Linked DNA regions of Triticum aestivum: region 2 is linked to region 1. A link is a contact called in public Hi-C data. All regions are on one chromosome and are shown on one strand. Each heading gives the region's core, a stretch centred on a gene start, on an enhancer-like site or on the middle of the called end of the contact. The rest is flanking DNA. Distances are from core to core; before and after follow the strand shown.

The links. Hi-C and Micro-C count contacts between places; a contact is called where the count stands out from the background.
Region 2: a contact with region 1 is called in a Hi-C map of leaf, with 2.7 times the contacts expected there. The contact joins the promoter of LOC123159337 here to the enhancer-like site in region 1. A contact is called at or near these places in 5 of 5 Hi-C or Micro-C datasets (leaf, root and an unstated tissue) and 1 of 1 datasets of contacts at active chromatin or transcription factors (leaf).

What each region holds. Positions count from the first base shown.
Region 1 is chr7B:487,730,289-487,736,796 of IWGSC CS RefSeq v2.1, forward strand. No RefSeq gene overlaps it. Among protein-coding and RNA genes, the nearest start is that of LOC123159337, 200 kb to the right of the region's middle. Within about 2 kb of position 3,748, at least 1 of the 8 cell types and tissues checked has an H3K27ac peak or open chromatin away from gene starts, as enhancers often do. A contact at or near this core is called in leaf, where this site is marked.
Region 2 is chr7B:487,929,032-487,935,539 of IWGSC CS RefSeq v2.1, forward strand. It overlaps LOC123159337 (protein NRT1/ PTR FAMILY 4.6), which reads left to right and starts at 2,302. Exons shown (of 4, transcript XM_044577161.1): 1 at 2,302-2,538; 2 at 2,634-2,742; 3 at 4,366-4,583. The coding sequence starts at 2,521.

The DNA.
Region 1 (6,508 bases), core at 2,498-4,997:
TAGAAAACACGTGTACGCTTGGTGTAACTTTGCTTCCATTCAAAAGGATTTATTTTATGATTTAGACACCGCTACGTATTTTAGCTATTTTCTTGACATTGTGGCGGACCCACCATTGGGACGAGCCGGGGCAGCCGCCTCAGGTCGTCGGCAGCGGAGTATCGAACCCCAACTATGTATCTTTCCGCCAGCAGGCATCAGAACACAAAAAGCCAGCGGCGGCGGCACTGTTTCTCTGTTTCTGTGTGACTGCATCGAAGGGTTGAGGGAGAAATAGATTTGGGCTGATCCGCTGGGGACTGTGCTACGTTTTATAGTTAATATAGCCCACTGTATAGGCTCAAGTGCCCAATCAATCTGTACTGCAATCGATGAATGACAGAGAAGGAAATTCCCAGTCGATAGAGAAATCGCTTCCAGCCGTTCCCCTCGACCTAGCCAGACCTAGCCGTTCCCCAATTAATTTTGTAGATCTCGTTTGGAAATTAATATGGGATCATATTATGGCATAAATGAGCATTTCAAGCAAAAGAGTCCATGTTAGCAGTTTACTACTCCCTCCGTTCCATGATATAAGAAAGTTTTTGACACTAGTATAGTGTCAAAAACATTCTTATATTATGGGACGGAGGGAGTAGTTTTTAAAATCTTTCTTATTCTTTTGTTGTTGAATGCTACTTCCTCCACTCCTAAATATAAGATTTTTAGAGATTTCAATACGAAATACATTCGGATATATATAGACATGTTTTCGAATGTGGATTCACTCATTTTGCTTCATATGTAATCCGCATAGGAATCTCTAAAAAGACTTATATTTAGGAACGAAGAGAGTATGAATTTTGGTTGAATATAGTTACACTTGTGCCGACAAAAATTAGACGTTAAATGTTCGCCCCAGCTAACTCCAATTCCTGGGTCCGCCACTGACATATATACAGGGTTTTCTTTTGCTTTGCTTGTATAAAGGTTTAACTTAAACCTTAAAAGATGGTTTGAGACTTGAGAGGACGAGGAGTAAACAAATCCAATGAATATCAAAGGGATTAGTTGTTTTGTTAAACAATGAGCTAAAAACTTGTCTTGATTCATGGATTAAGAGTGTTTTATAAGTCAAAAGCATGCTCTTGGCTCGTCTATGTAGGCGCAAAATCTTATTTTACGAACGTTCTTCATTGATCGGTGCTTTTCTTCTTTGTTTTCTCAAATGCAGAAACTTCCGATATGTATAACGTGGAGGTTCATCGACCGAAACTTTAGTTACCAATGTGTGTAGGTCTGAACGAAATTCTGATACTCGAATCACGACCAGCAACTTTACAAGTTGTCTGCAACAAGGATTTGAATGCATCAGGTATATGGTCGTTGTTGTTGCTTTACAAGTAGACTGCAGGTGCCATATCGTATATGTAGTCACGTGAATGATGGTCCACAGTCCGCAAGCAGAATCGATACCTCCGGATGGGGAAATCCCAAATCATTTGGCCGGTGCGATAGTGCAAGAAGCTCCGTGTCGTTTTCTTTCCTACTTTTCTTTTTCCTCAAAAGAAACGAAAAACAAACACGTAGGTCGATAGAAGAAATAGAAATACAAACTTCAAATATGTATGGCTTTATTTAAGACGGATACTAGTAGAATTATGCATGCATCGATCCACTCTTCCATCAAGAGATGTTAGAGCATGTACAACCGGACTTTGTAAATCTGACCTTTCAAACGCCCGCGGACACGTTCGAACGTTCGCAGACAGTGACCGATCACGCTTTAAATATTTCATTCTATAGCTGAATACCTTAAATTAGAAATCTCAAATCTATATCATTACTTGCAACATAAACCGATCTTTAAGCGGAGCTCGTCCGGCTTCGCCGTGCGCATGTCTGGCGGCCGGCTGCACTCCCCAAAGTGTTGGCCCGGTCGCCGGTGAGGTAGAGTAGGACATGGGACACGAGCCGGCTCACGGGACTTAAGGCACCGCCGTTTTCCATGCTCTACTCTTCCTCATCGAAGTCTGAGACCCTGACATTGCCGGTGGACGTCAGATCGATGATGGATCCGTTCTGGGATGAGTCTGCAACATCCACGACGACGCGGTTGCGTTGCCCGGACTGGTGCACCATACGGAGCGCCGGAGAATGCGATTCAGCCTCGCCAACGTCCACCGCCGCGTGGCCTGCCGCCGCCTCTAGCGCCCGCTGCCTCGCATGGCGGGCATGCCGCACCACGTTTGCGTCGGACGACGCCCATGACGCGTCCTCCGCCTCGGTGCGCTAACGGAGAGTTTGCGCATCCGCCACCGCATTGGGACGCCAGATGGACCGCACGAGCCCCCGATGAGTCAGCAATGGCACACCCAGCGGCGGATCCATGCGCCATTTGGGCGGACGCAATGGATTCTTGACGGAAGGAGTCCGAACACCCGTCAGGCGGCCTCTTCATGGGAGCGGCGGAGCGCAAGCTGAAAAGGTCATCTCCTTCTCGGGGCCGCATGTGATGAGCTCGGGATCGACGGATCTAGGGGTGTAGGACTCGGATCTGTAGCCCGCCATGCTGGAGAAGACCGAAAATCGCCCGATGGAAGCTTGGGGCGGAGTGGAGCGAAGGGAAGTGGAGTGGTGTGGTTATTAGTGATTGGTCCGGGGAGCCAATGGGGAGGATTATATGTGGGGTCGGGTGGGTCAGTGTGCGCCGGGTCTGGCGTGACGGACGCTTCTGGCCTCGTCCTAATCCGTCCCATATTTGAGCCGGATATACGAGGGTGTAGGTCAGTCCGGGCGTTAAGGAGGATTTGAAGCGTTTGACCGGGTCAATTTTTTTGTGCCCAGACCGTCCGTCCGGGCGTAAGAGGAGGGTTTAAGGCACCCGGTCGCAGATACTCTTACGTACGTATGTGAGCTAGGCGTGCTTCATTTTTCATGGTCCGCCAGTAGCTTTGCTTTTGCGTGTGTGGCCGCACTGAAGTAAAATCCTCTCCCTCTCGATCCCGTGGAAGTGGATCGAACGTGCATGATTCCCATCTCCACTCAACACGTGCATTCGCAGGCGCGGCCACACGTACGTGATCGATCGTATGACCATCTGACCCGGTGGCTAGCCATGACTCGTATCGCCCCGACCGGCGACATGCATGTCAGGCGTGGTGAGGTGAAGACGTGCTGCACGAGTGCATGCATGCGCAATCACGCGGCTCCAGAGTTAGGCGGGTGACGACTCGTTGCACCCTGAGTGAAGAAGGGTATAAGCCGCAGATTAGCATGCCTAACTGATTAACTGATTACTTAATTAACCAGCAGGATATGTGATACCCGCGAAAGGCAAATCCATCGAGTGCGCGCTTTCGATCTCAGTGTCGGATATGTACGGCCATGGCACGCACGCTCGAATCTCGACCGAGCCGAGGGTCGACCTGAGTCAAGTCTCCGCGTGATCTCCGAACCGAAAGGCGTCGGAACTCTCTATCCGACCGACCGCCCAGCCGGACCAGCTGGCCTCCTAGCGCACCGCATCCCCATGCACACGCACGTAACTTCCTCGCATGACCACAGGAGGAACCCGCGCGCAACGGCCGGTCAGCAACCATCGAGTGACTCGTGCGGTGAAGCTGCCTGCATACGCGCATAGAGTTCGAACATCTTCTCTGTACAGGTGGATCTACGTACGACCTGCGGTCAACATACATGTTAGGCTTTCAGCTAGTCGGGATAACGGATAACCGGATAAGAAGAAAGCCTAAAAACGCAGCACGTGTCAGGTACGCTCGCCGTGCAGCGCATGCTCCGGTCATGACCTGTGCTACAGTCTACGCTACGTACGTACGTGCGTTCGCGTGCAGTCAAGAGCGATTTCGACAGCCGTCGCGCGCGCGCTCTCTCTGTCACGCACGCGTGTTTTCACCGTCCACGCCTCTCGCCAAATCGACCGGCCGTTCGAGGTACGTACATGGATGCCAGGTGGTAGGCTCACGCGGCCCTTGCATGGATTCGGTCGACGAATGCAATTTCGTATCCTACCGGCCGGCAGTCGGCGGAGAGGTTCCAGTCAAAACTCAGAGCACGAGCGACCTTGATAACTTGGCTTCACCAATGACACCTTGCGGATCATATATCCACACACAAAAAATCCCTACATGCATGTTGCATAGAGTGCTCCTGTCCATGCGAAAACATGGCTCGTGAGAACATCGACTGGTGCATGAACCCCTGCACCACCGCTGCATGCATGACCACCGCCTACGGGTGCAAATTCAGCCATGACACGCGCCGTTCTGCTCACACATGGTATTTGTGGGTTTCTACGTTTTCTATTTGTTGATGAAAAAGAAAGTTTACCCCCCGGCGTCTGTACCACCCGATGCACAAAAACATTGTGTGGCTGCCTATGTACCTAACCACTCAACTCACATACGTACGTCTATTCTATTTTGAAATCTGTCAGCAGCGACAAATAATATGGATAGAAGGGGGTAATATTTTTTATGACGGCTTTAATTCACTAATTATGTGTTAGTAGATTTCTTTTGTTCTTTGTTTTGTCATATATAAACCGTTAGAGACCTAGCCGTTGCTCCATCATAATCCCTCCGTTCGAAAATACTTGTCTAAAAAGGAATAAAACCGGATATATCTAGATGTATTTCAGTTCTAGATGCATCCCTTTTCATCCATTTTGATGATAAATATTTTCGGATGGAGGGAGTACTGGATAAGTCAATGACCCTCTGGAACACCGGAGTTTCTGACGGCAATTGTGGGCATGTTATGCTCACTTAACAACAAGTCTTAGCCGTCACCGAACACGCCCTGGAAAGTCAGCTCTTAAAAAAAATACTGTGCGAAATTTCCAACGTACACTCAAAGGAGGATTAATACCGTCCAAGAAAGTTGAACTGATTATAGGCTCACTTTTTGTCTGCAGTTTTTACTATCATATAGTGTGTAAAACTCCGTGCATGCAAACTCATACTTCCTCCGTCTGAAAAATACTTGTCGAAGAAATTGATAGAATTGGATGCAGCTAGAACTAAAATTCCAACATACACTCAAAGGAGGATTAATACCGTCAAAGAAAGTTCAACTGATTATAGGCTCACTTTTTGTCTGCAGTTTTTACCATCATATAGTGTGTAAAACTCCATGCATGCAAACCCATACTTCCTCCGTCTGAAAAATACTTATCGAAGAAATTGATAGAATTGGATGCAACTAGAACTAAAATTCCAACATACACTCAAAGGAGGATTAATACCGTCGAAGAAAGTTCAACTGATTATAGGCTCACCTTTTGTCTGCAGTTTTTACCATCATATAGCGTGTAAAACTCCATGCATGCAAACTCATACTTCCTCCATCTGAAAAATACTTGTCGAAGAAATTGATAGAATTGGATGCAGCTAGAACTAAACTATGTCTATATCATCCATTTCTTTGATAAGTATTTTTGAATGAAAAGTGAACTACTATATAGAAGTGTAATGTTTACTTGAAACAGAATTAGGCTAAGTACACCAAGAAATAAAATTTTCTCCTACATATCTTTTACGTCGCTGACCTATCTTTTAGAGCAACTAGCCATCCATACATATTCTGGGTTTCGGTATAACACGCGTCCATCTGCGCATGGCAGCGACGTTTAGCGACTAGACTGGCTTGACAGGTATGCATGTGCCATTCAAACTATTCAAGTCCAGAAGTCTTTGTAAGTCAAGAAACATATTAGAGCATCTAAAGCAGGACATAGCAAATATAATCTTTTAAACGTCCGTGGACGCGTCCGGTCAGTGATTAGATGTGTCCGGTTTGAGCCTTCATTTATCCGCCTGCGCAGGCATACTCCTCATTTTTCTTCTCATATGCCTGTCACTTGCACGTGATTGGTGAAGATGAAAAGAAATAAATAAAAGAATGAATAAAGAAAAAGAAAAGGTGGTTCGGGATAGGGTCGCATCCTACGTGGCGGAATGCCCGGGCGCGTCCGCGAGCCCTCATATCCTCCTCATATTTGAGATGTATATGCGGGTTCGTGGACAGCCCGGGCATATATGGATGATATCAGGGGTCCGGTTGGGTCACGTTTTTCCTTCTCTCTCCTGTCTGATCGTTGACCGGGCGCGTTCGCGGGTGTATGAGGGATGGTTTGAGGCGTCCGGTTGTAGATGCTTTTAGTCTACCTTTACATACTCAACACAAGAATTGTAGTCGTTTTTAAATAATGTATATACGGATGTACATAGATATATTTTAGAGTATAGATTCACTCATTTGACACCGTATATAGTTTATTATAGAATCTTTAAAGGGATTTATATTTAGGAACGAAGGGAGTAGGGATCTGAGTGTCGCGCCAATATATACACAGCTGCCCAGCCCCTCACATGCAAACTTGCCTAGTTTATTTGCTGCGGCCTTCTTGTGATGCGTTTGCAGAAGGGCAAAGTCAAAGCTTATTTTATTTACGCATGGCTGCTACGTACTCACGGTTATGGTATTGATCAGCCTAACATGATGCAAA
Region 2 (6,508 bases), core at 1,052-3,551, 200 kb after region 1:
GGAGGGCCATCTCCTCCTTGTAGTCGAGCTCCGAGCCGGAGTCACTGCCGGAGCTGCTCATCGTGGTGGATGGGATCGGCACCGGAGAGGAAGAGGAGTGGACGGAGCAAGAGAAAGGGATAGAGTGAGCTAGGGTTTGATCTCGCCGCCCGGATTGGGGTTTTTTGTGGGGTCGGTGGTGGGCCAGGCCAGTCAAGTGGACGCGACCGGGCGTGCCCGGGCCATCCCTCTATCCGCCATATATTTGGGTTGGATATGAGGGGTACCGGTCAGTCCGGGCGTTTGTCCGCAGTTTGAGAGGTCCAGTTGGGTGGATTTTTTTTACTGGTCAGTGACTGGTCGGCCTGCCCGGATGTGCCCGGACCGCCCATATCTGTCCTATATTTGGGCTGAATATGAGGGGTGTCGGTCTACCCGGGCGTTTGTCCGCGGTTTGAGAGGTCCGTGTTGCACTACTAGAAAAATGGCTATAACTAATATGGACATTAATGACGCACCACGTATGTGGTGCGCCACTGCTATATAGCAGTGACGCATCATATATAGTTACGCCATTAAACTTCAAATACTAATGGCGCACCACATCCACGGTGCGCCACTACTAACAATTTTTTTTAATTTTTTTTCAAAACTAGTAATGGCGCACCACACCCTCGGTGCGCCACTACTAACAATTTTTTTTCCAAAACTAGTAATGGCGCACCACACCCTCGGTGCGCCGCTACTAACAATTTTTTTTTTCAAAACTAGTAATGACGCACCCGGGGATTATGCGACATTACTAGTTTAACTAGTAATGACGCGCCACACCCACGGTGCGCCATTACTAACTTCGACAAAAATTCCACCGAATGCACCCCCTGTGGACCGCCTTTCCAGTTTAAAAAAAATAAAAGAAAATGATGGAAATGTCAAAAAAATAAGTTTCTCATGTGATATGTGGTCTACTTGTTGGGGAAATTTACAAATATGGATTTCGACTTTATTTGCAAAATCTCTCTGGATTTGTAAAATGGGCATAACTTTTGCATACGAACTCGGATTAAAAAGTTTTTTAATATGAAAAATCATCTACTCGAAAAGATACGGGACCCCGTTGAAGATTTTTAGAATCCCCAAAAACTTAGCAGAATAAACGATACGGGGCTTTTAAGATCTAGAGGGTGAAAAACAGAAAAAAAATAAATTCAAAGTTAGTAATGGCGCACCTTTTGCTAGGTGCGCCACTAGTAACAGAAAAAGAAATTGGTTTCGAATTTTGCTTTTGGAATTTTTTTCAAAATATGATACGTAATATGACGGGGAAGTTTAAAATATTTTTTCAAAATTTCATCACACTCATGAACATGAACAAAGTCCTACACATCAACAAGGTTTAATAGGATTTATATGATAGATATATTAACAAGTGCCTGTTAAGTGAGTTGGTGCTGGGGTTGGATAGAACTGCAAAGTTAAGCGTGCTCGGGTTGGAGTAGTGTGAGGATGGGTGATTGAGGAAAAAAATTGAAAAAAAAATTGTTAGTAATGGCACACTTGTGGTGCGTCATTACTAAGTCAGATAGTAATGACGCACTTTTAGCCATGGTAATGGCGCACTAAATGTGCGCCATTAATATTTGTTACTAATGGCGTGGTAATAGTGGCGCACCTATAGTGCATCATTAATGGCAAAAATAGGTCAGTGACCGGACGGCCTGCCCGATCGTGCCCAGGCCGTTCATATCCGCCCCATATTTGGGCTGCATATGAGAGGTGCCGGACAGCCCGGCATTTTTTCATGGTTTGTGAGGTTCGTTTGGGTCGAGTTTTTAACCGGTCAATGAACAGACGGGCTGCCCAAACGTTTGAAAAGGGTATGAGATGCCCGGCCTTAGATGCTCTTATCACTGGCGCTTGCTCACTGCGCGCTTGACAAAGCATGTCGAAGTAGGTCGTCCTAGCGTTTTCGATCAAACATCATCCTTGATGTTTGATCCCTGCACGTGCTCATTTACAAACCCTGCACGATGCATCCCTGCACGTGCTCATTTACAAACCCACCGAATACAGCTGGATATACTACGCCGTATCAGTCCAGATAATCCCTGTAAATGCACCCCATTAATGAAATAAAAATGGAAAATGGAAACGAGAAAACGAAAATAGAAAAACGTGCGGCACGAGAAGAAGACAATATTGCGTCGCGCAAGAGGAGGAAGAGGGGCATGCTGAGCTGAGATGGACGTCTCTGCGTGCCCTCGAGTCCCCGTCAACCGCCCCTGTGGGCTGGGGGTGGCGCCGTTTTACGGTTCTACCCCTCCGGCACCAGCGGCGCAGCCAGCCACCCGCTCTCTCCCCCGTCCGCACGCACTTTTAAATACGCCACCGTGCCCCTCCTCCCCCGTCAGCCAGGCAGTCACACACAACACACGGCGCTCCCCTGAGACTGAGAGCCTTCCTGAACGGCCTCCTCTCTTCATCCGGCAGTTCAGAGTTTCAGACTTTGAGAGTTCACACACACACGCACGCCGCGGCTTGATGGCGGGCGGCGCCATGGTGAGTCGACCGATCGATCGATCTCCTTGGAGCCGATGCGGCAGTTCTTGTTCTGTTGCTGTCGGTGTTGATCTGTCGGGTCTTGTTGTATGCAGGAGGACGGAACGCGGGAGGTGGAGCGGTGGGAGGGGTACGTGGACTGGAGGAGCCGGCCGGCGGTGAAGGGCCGGCACGGCGGCATGGTCGCCGCCTCCTTCGTGCTGGGTAAGCAAATCCGACGCCCTCACTCCCTCTCTCGATCACGCAGCGATGCATGCTCCTCAACCCCTTCTAGGCTCTTCCGGAACCCTCTCGGCCGAGCCGGAGGGAGACAGAGGGCGACGTAGGGGGCCGACCGGAGCGGGAAAGGAGACGGAGCACAAGCGGGAATAGGATACCCGGGGCACCCCCTGCATATCTGCGCCGCGGGCATGCATCAAGCATCATGGACTCATGGTCCATCCTCCCCTCCCCGCCGGCCATCTCTTTCCCAATCCTGAAAGCCACCGCACGCACCTTCCCTTTCGTCCCCTTCCTTTCTTGATCGGACCTGCGCCCTTTCCCTATCTGATCTGCCCGCTTTCGGGCATGTAGTGCTCCATAGCCTTCCCTCTCCGCCGCCCCACCCGACCCGACCTCTCTCTGATTTCCATCTCCATTTCCCTTACCTTCCTTTCCTCCCCCTCCCCTGATTTCTTGCTTTCGCAGGCCGTGCGTTTCCATCCGTTTCCCGGGTTCGTGCAACTTGGGCAGGAATTGGGCACCTTTACCTGCCGCCAAGTTGCATGCCAAGAGGGCAGACACAACTTGCGCCGAGCTACAGTTCATGGCGCTTTTGCACGAGCCTTCGAATCCATGCTCTCCAATGCGCCCCGCGAAACCGACGGCCCCTGCTCCGTCACTGTGCCGGGACGGCGATCTCTCTCTCTCTCTCCCGCCCGCCGTTCTAGAAGCCTCCCGTACGATGCGACCTGATTCCGAGAAAGAAAGAAAACGAGCGGGGCCCTCCATTGCTTCTCGCGTGTGTGGAGGAGAGGAGAAGCTAGCCGGCTTGTGAGCGAGAGTGGCCTCTGTTTCTCGCTTTGGTGGTTGAGGACGAAGGCATGATGGCGTCAAAAAGACTTTCCTTTTTTTTGGCTTCGCTTTTTACCCGCCTGCCCGCCCGCCCCGAGCGGCACGCGGGCCGTCCGAAAACGGGCGCATTAAAAACGGCACGAATCGCAAGGCGGTAACGGCGAGCAGATTGGCCGGCCCGCGCCGGGAAAGCCACCCATGTAATGCGGGCGTTATCTCAATTATTACCGCACGCGGGAATGCTACACGTACAAACGATTTACAGGCTTTTATAGAATGGTTAACCTTGATTGGTTAATAGGTGAGCGGGGCGGCCCACCTCCCTGAAAATCAGGGGAGAAGAGGTTTGTGATTGGTTGTTAGATGGAAGGAGCGTGTAAAAGCGTGTAAGTCTTTGTATGTCTAGCATTTTTGTACCGCACATGCTGCGGCTGCAGCTTACATATGCTAATTTTGCCCACTCAGAAATACTCCCTCCGTCCGAAAATACTTGTCGAAGAAATAAATAAAAATAGATGTATATAGAACTAAAATACGTCTAGATACATCCATTTCTCTGACAAGTATTTCCGGAAGGAGGAAGTATCTATGAACCAACTTGTGAATTGTTTTTCACCTTACGTTCATAGCTGTTCTTTCGCTCGGATTTCGTCTAGCTCCGCCCCTGCTTGTAACCTAGTGGTTAATCTGAGCAGGATCAAAATTTGTTTCATCATACGTAATATGCATCACACGTGCTATGATCGCTGACAAAGTTATGGTTCCTGCGTGCAGTTGCGGAGGTGCTTGAGAACCTGGCGTTCCTGGCGAACGCGAGTAACCTGGTGACGTACCTGATGAAGTCCATGCACTACTCGCCGGCGCAGTCGGCCACGACGGTGACCAACTTCATGGGGACGGCCTTCCTGCTCGGCCTCTTCGGCGGCTTCCTCTCCGACGCCGTCTGCACCACCTACGCCGTCTACCTCATCAGCGCCTTCGTCGAGTTCATGGTACGCACGCATGCACCCCCGGCGAAATATCTAAGTTTCTACCACTACCTGCCATCCCCATCTTTGGCAGTAATAGTTGTTGCCTGGCCGGTCCGTTTTTTGCTGATAAATTCGCATCATGCATCCATGCACCGACAAGAAACTCTTGCGTAGGCTATAATAGACTCATCGTACGTGGTAGATCGACGTTTCTGGATATACGTAGATACAATTAATATTGAAGAAAAAAAAGAAGCTTTTGTAGGCTATCATAGACAGACTCATGGTGGTAGATCGACGTTTCCGGATATAGTAGATATAGTTAATACCGTCCTTATCATATCTCCGAGCTGGCAGATATACACAGGAATACTCTGTCCAGCTGTGCCGCCACGTCGCCGAATTGACTTTTCACTTTTCCTTTTCGCCCTGACCGGTTGTGTACACGTCGTACGACATGCATGTTGACCGTTTAGCTAGAATCTCTCCTTAAGCTGCCGAAAGGATCATACACTAATCAATTAATAATGAAGCCACGATGGATGATGGGTCCAAGCACTAAAACACAAAGCTACGTTGAAGTGGCGACACCTGTCCGGAGATAACCACAGTGGCGAGATTTAATAGCCCATCACGTCAAATAATAACCCCGATTTTGATCCTCGACATGTGGTGCATGTGTTGCATATATAGGCTAGGCGCACTTCACGGATCCATCCGTCTGGTCCGAGATAGATCTTCGCTGTTAAAATTATATAGAGACCCGGCCCTACACGGAGCACCACAGATGGATCAACTGGAGCACGTAGTTTCCCTGCGATCTGGGTTAGTACTAAGTTAGGAGGGGGAAATGAGAGGCCAATGATTAATTGTAGCCATCAACTTTATTCGCCGTCCAAGAACAGGATGCATGCATGGGCAGGATCAGGTCAGATTGCCTGGGTCAAAGGGAACTACGTACTCTGATAGTGTACTCACTAGCTAATCACGTCCTGCGTACTGTGACAGCATGCATTAGGCTATACAATACGTCGACGTACTAGCTAGCTATAGCCGGGGGCAGGCCGTGATGGGCTTGATTTGGCCTGCTCATGCCATGCCATGCGTAGGCTGCTAATTCGATCGCTAGCTCGGATTAAGTTGTCGTGGTCTGGTGACGGTGAGGCAACAATATCCATGTTGCGGTTTTTCTCTTATTCGTGTGTTATATACGTCCCCCCGGGACCCTGACATGTGGGCCGTCAGGAGACTTTTCGCTAGGACCGGCGTGTTAAAACGTGCGTCATTTATATGGGCGTGATGGATGCGGGTGTGTACGACGTAGAGGGTACAGGGACGTGAGTGGTGGATCGCATGGGCAGGCGATGCAAGTGGAACATAATTGTACGCGAGAAAACGATTAGAGCGGTCGCTATGTGCGGTCGTTTACATCAGTAACCGTTCGACACAGGGGATGTTTCCATGGCCCAGTCGTGTTGACGCACATTTTGTCTGTCCAATCATGATAGCAAGCAAAGTATGCAAAAGAAGCAGCTATAGTGCAGTGCAGTGTAGTGGGGGAGCTAGGAAAAACTGTGCTAGCAAAAAAATCTTCATTTCAAAAGACAAAAGACTCCATTGCTTACAGTGCCTAACCAACTTTTCTAATGTTCTGTTTTTTTTTTTTGCAAAATAATGTTCTGTTTAACCAGCTTTGCCAATTTATCACACGCACCCTCCCGCATACTCCTGTTAAATAGGATCACCACATCGTAAACCTGCGAGCTGAAACTGATGTAGTAGTAGCGTTCTGAAAAGAAAAGAAAAAACTAACCAACTAATTTGGCGGCCGCAAGCGAACAAAGCCGCCCCCCCCCTGCGGCGCCACTTTCCGGTTACGTCGCCGTCGCGGGGCGCGGGCCCATCCGAACAACCCTCGGGGGCAACAGGCAATCCGATTCCGTGGC